2 separate regions of the Hordeum vulgare genome follow, and region 2 is linked to region 1. A link is a contact called in public Hi-C data. All regions are on one chromosome and are shown on one strand. The core of a region is the stretch at or near the end of the contact, and the rest is flanking DNA. Distances in the headings are between cores, read along the strand shown.

Region 1 (2,700 bases), core at 20-2,519:
CACAGCATTGCCCGCGACAGCGTCTTTGTTTGTTAAGGCCCTGTTTGGAACCACCTAGATTATATAATCCAGTTTTTATAATCTATTATGTTTCCAAACAGGACAACTTATAGTGTAGATTATAAAAACTAGATGGATAGATTATTAAAAACTCATAATCTACTCTATACCAGCTAAAATCAGATTATGGATTGCTAATGACCCATTACCCTTGTAAAGTAGGAGATAATTACATTCCTACCACCGCCACCCTCCTCTTTTTTAAAATAAAACAGAGGGCAGACAGGTCATTATGCAATGTAAAGCCTGGATTACAGTTTATATAATCTGGCCTCCAAACATGTTCACCTAGATTATTTTTATAAACCAGATTATATAATTTATCTTCATAATCCAGATTATCATAATCTATTATGGTTCCAAACAGGGCCAAGTGTTGCCATCACAAATCACTTTATAAGTAATGGATATAAAAATCTATACCGCTGCTTTCATCTCCCATGATCATATATCCATGGTTAAACAGCTACTATCTGACAATAACGCCCCCTCAGCTAGCAAGGCAGTCTACTCTTGTGCTTGCAGATACGTAGTACAGTTATCAGAATCTAATGTGTTTACGAAATTGGGATTATCTGCAGATAGATGTACTCCACGCAAAAGAAATGCATGCATGCACGTGCACACTGAAAATACTAGGAGCAACTGATAATGAAAGAAAATACAGTAGGAGCGGAGGGGGCCAAATTTACCACAACACTTCCGATGCCTTCTTCGACGAGCACCTCCAGGTCACTGACGCCATCCATCCCCTACAACAGTACGCATACACACACGTTTATCTCAACCGATGGTTGATTTACCGGCTGGTGTCCATCCATCGTCCATCCCAATCGACAAAGAAACCAATCAGTAAATGCACCTCGAGAGCCTGGGTGATCTTGGGAATGGCCCTCTCCTCCATGGTGCCCTCCGCCTTGAAGTAGAGGATGAGGGACTCGGTGGTGTAGGCGGGGGCCTCGGCCGCCTCCGCGGTGGCCGCGCGGACCACCTCCAGGCGGCCGCTTCGTCTCGGCGCGGCTCCGGTGGCGACGCGGGGGAGCTGCAGGGAGGCGCGGCGAGGGAGTAGAGGTGCCGCGGACGCGGAGCGGAGGAGGAGGTGGGTGGAGGCCGGCGACGACATCGTCATCTCTTCTTTCCTTCAACGGCTCTTCCTCCTCTTATCCTCGAGAAATGCTTCACTCCTCGAGCTTATCATTTGCTGGGATCTCGCTCGCTCGCTCGACTCGACTCGACTGCATCGGCGCGTCTGTTGAGGCCTTGAGCGCGCGTCTGTACCTCAAGCGAGGCCGGCCCAATAGGATCGCGTGGGTTCGCTACGCGTTGTTTCGTTCCTTTTTTTTATCTCATTTTTTCACTTTTCTTTATATATTTCAAATATTTTCAATAGATAATAAAAAATAAAATTGTTTAAAATACTGAAGTATTTCGTCATGCATCTCAAACTGTTCATGAAATGTAAAAAAAAATATGCATTAAAATAATGTGAAATCTAAAAAATGTCCATGCGTTTCAAAATTTTGTTTGAGAAATTTCAATGAAATTATACAATGTAAATAAAGGTATGCGTGGTTTAATAAAAATGTTCGTACCATTCAAAAAAATTTCACAAATTTAAAAATTTGTTCGTGGTATTTAAACAAATATTTACACAGTGTAAAAAATATTTGGGTAACAGAAAAACCCGTACCATGCAAAAAAAATCTTTGTGGCATTTAAGAAAATCACAAATGTTTTGCACATTTAAAGAATGTTCATGGCATTTGTGAATAATGTTCATTGCGTCTATTTTTTCATCGTGTATAAGAAAATGTTAGCATTTAAAAGAAAATTTTCAATGTGTACATGAAAATACTCAACGTTTATAAGAGGAATGTACATCATGTATACAAAAAATATTCAACGTGCTTTTGGAAAAAGTCTACATGTACTTTAGAAATGAAGGAAAATAAAAGGAAAGGAAATAGTCAACACAGAAACACACACACAAAAAAAGCATGAAAGCTTTTAAAACCGGTCTGAACCGATCCATATAAGCTTCCTAAAATCATTGCCATGAAAATCACAAGAACTCACGTGGGTCAGCCAACTCGCGCCAAGGGCGGGATTAACTAACGCCTCGCAAAGAGCGAGATATAACTCTCGTGTTGTTTGGTACGTAGGGTTTGGGAGCGGGGATGCAACTTAGTCGAACCGAAAGCAGGTTGTGGCCCACCAAGCCTTAGGCCAAATCATTGAAAGAAGGAGAAACTCGCATCCGAAGGTAAAACTATGTGTTTTTCTTCAATCTGCCCCATTCTATAATATTTTGGTAGCTCCACCATTACTTGGGAGGGCTTTCACGAGTTTTTCTATGCTGAACTAAAAAAACGCAAGAAATCCGAGCGCGGCGTGTGGACACATTGTTTGATAGGGTTAGCCTCGTTCGATCATTTGAATTCCCTCTAATCTTATGGGGACCCCAAGAATGGAGGTGGATCGGGCGGCTTCGCCCTTCCTTCGGCCGAGGTAGATCACACACGTTGAGGCGCGCTGCTGCCACGTAAAAGTGCATTTAGTCTCTAATGGTATTTTGGTGTGATGGCACTGTGGTAAGTGAGACTAATGATAATTACTAAGTTTATCCCACTTCATTGGTCT
Region 2 (2,700 bases), core at 159-2,658, 130 kb before region 1:
CTGAAGACCACGAGGAAATGGACCCTGGAGACCAAGGTTACCTAGGCGCAAAGAAAGAACCCGGTCCTCATCCGGGTGCCAACATTCCACACCGGTAAATCGGCATATGAAACCAACAGTAACGTTCTCAAAATTCCATGAGGATTTGAGTACACCGTTGGGGTCATTCACTGACTGCTGAACAGATTTCAAGCATTGGATATCAGCTTCAGAGGCAAAACAAGTGAAGACCAACAACAGTATAAGAATAACCCTCAGAGGAGCATAATGATTTGCCATTGAGCACTTGCACCAAACTTCACCTCTCCTCCGTGACAACACCACTTGCAGGTTCAAGCTTCACCTACACGTAAACGCAGTCGAATTTATAAAATTAGAGACACACATACCAGTTGGTGATAGCAACCATATTCTAGAACGAAAAGATTGATTTGATTGCAGTGCTGAAAAGCATAACACAAAGACGACATCAGTGGGGAACTGATCCCCACTACGGCCATAGCAAATAACATATGGTGCGAAGATTCTGCTAAGATTAGCACCAAATAATAGGTGCAATGGGTCGCATGGTAATTATCCATCACCCCTAACAATAACAGTAAGAACTCGCAACCTTGTTCTTCCATTATTGTCTATAAGCATAAGTGGAAACTTGCAACCGGGGGCAGTTCCTGGCTTCTGAGCCATCAATCGAGACCACAGTTATTATTTACAGAAACAACCAACGGGCTTCCTCTTATTAAATATCTGGATTTCTCACAAGAGAAGCGAACGGCTCGAACTGCCAAAAGGCGCACTTTCCAGAAAGAAGAAAATCTAAGGGAAGGGGCAGCAAAAAAAAAATAAAAAAAATCTCCAAAAGGAATGGCGCCGCACCATCCATATGTCGCATATGTGCATGCTATTTTTCTACCTGATTTCCCTCCCAGGGGCCGTCCCTCTTTGATCCTTTTTAACTAAAAAAGAAGAAAGAAGAAGCACTGGACAAACCCATTGCTGCTGCTGCTGCTTCCCCAGCAACAAACCCGCACCAATCAGGCCAAGAAAGAGGCAAGCGATTTCTTGCCCGGAGTTTCTAGCCGGAATACGAACTCCCTGGCGACTGCAGGAGCCCCCCCCCCCCCCCCCCAAGAACCCGCATACACGGAGGCACCAACCAACCGAGAGCTCGCGCGCTCCCAAGATCATTCGCACCACAACAAAGCATGGAAAGAAGGGCCGGAAAATCTAGAAAAATATGAGAGAAGAGGCGAGGTAGAATCGGTCACCTGAAGCTCGCCGTCCTCGCATAGGTGGGAACCGGGAGGACCCAGGGAGAGGGAGTAGGGGCAGGAGGTGGGGGAGAAGAGCTGTGGGTAGGGGGAGGAAGAGGAGGAGGGAGGGAGGACCGGAGAGGAGAGGAGCCGCCCGTCAAAGAAAGGAAAAGAAAGTGGAGGCGAGAGAGTTTTTCTAAGCGTGTGGGTGCCCAGCCGGAGGGGCGGGTGGGCCCGGCGAGGGCGAGAGGGGCGCGCAGTATGGAGACTGGGGGACGCGGAGATCCACGGACTTTTCTGGTCAACTGCCTCAGTCAACCCGTCTGCTCTCTCTTGATGATGGGTGGCCGGCCGGACGAATGGCTACGGCGCCACCGTGTCACTCACCTCGGAATGGAGGAGGTGGGTATCGGGTCCCTCCTTTCTCCGTCGTGACCACTGACCACGGAAGACTAGCCCAAAGGGCGTTCGGGTTTCCGGGTTACCGCGGCCACGACAGGGACTGCTAATATTTGGAGTATGTCGCACGGCTGGCAAAGTTTGTTTAGCCCAAAAGGTCTTTCGCCCCATTTTATACGGGAAAAGATTTCCGTCAGCAGAATGAAAACAAAAAATGTCATCTCTTCTGTTTGCTCTGCGACACCGCTTCCCCATCCCTCTCTCCATCTTATCTTTTCCAACAGTTTCTGCAACCCGTTCATTGTTTTGGAAATTTGTTTCCGCAAACACGGCCACTGTTGCAGAAATAGAAAGGAAAAAAATTCTGTAACAAAGCGATTGTTTCTGAAACTCGACCTTTGTTTCAGGAATTAATAGGTTGAAAATTTATTTTTTGCAACAAAGCGATTGTTTCTGCAACACGGCCACTCTTGCAGAAAGAGGAAGGAAAAAAATTATGTAACAAAGCGATTGTTTCTGAAACTCGACCTTTGTTTCAGAAATTAACAGGTTGAAAATTTATTTTTTGCAACAAAGCGATTGTTTTTGCAACACGGCCACTCTTGCAGAAAGAGGAAGGAAAAAATTATGTAACAAAGCGATTGTTTCTGAAACTCGACCTTTGTTTCAGGAATTAATGGATTGAAAATTTATTTTTTTGCAACAAAGCGATTATTTCTGCAACACGGCCACTATTGCAGAAAGAGGAAGGAATTTTTTTTTTGCAACAAAGCGATTGTCTCAGAAATTATCGGGTGCCCAGGCGAAACGCGCGCAAAGAAAAAAACTGCAACAAAACGATTGTTTCAAAAACTCGAGCGTTGTCTCAGGAATTACCGGGTGCCCAGCCGAAGCGCGCACGAAGAAAAAAAACTACAACAAAGCGATTGTTTCAGAAACTCGAGCGTCGTTTCAAGAATTACCGAATGCCCGGCCGAAGTCCCGCGTGCGGATCTGCTGGATGAAGATAATCAAACGGCTGTGAAAGTGACGGATCATTGGAAATAAT

The links. Hi-C and Micro-C count contacts between places; a contact is called where the count stands out from the background.
Region 2: a contact with region 1 is called in a Hi-C map of seedling, with 4 times the contacts expected there. The contact joins the promoter of LOC123442946 here to the promoter of LOC123442937 in region 1. A contact is called at or near these places in 3 of 6 Hi-C or Micro-C datasets (leaf and seedling) and 1 of 1 datasets of contacts at active chromatin or transcription factors (embryo).

Annotation. Positions count from the first base shown.
Region 1 is chr1H:432,562,088-432,564,787 of MorexV3_pseudomolecules_assembly, reverse strand. LOC123442937 reads right to left here and starts at 1,269. Exons shown (of 3, transcript XM_045119131.1): 1 at 923-1,269; 2 at 753-812. The coding sequence starts at 1,189.
Region 2 is chr1H:432,694,481-432,697,180 of MorexV3_pseudomolecules_assembly, reverse strand. It overlaps LOC123442946 (probably inactive leucine-rich repeat receptor-like protein kinase At5g48380), which reads right to left and starts at 1,408. Exons shown (of 3, transcript XM_045119143.1): 1 at 1,269-1,408; 2 at 1-343. The coding sequence starts at 279.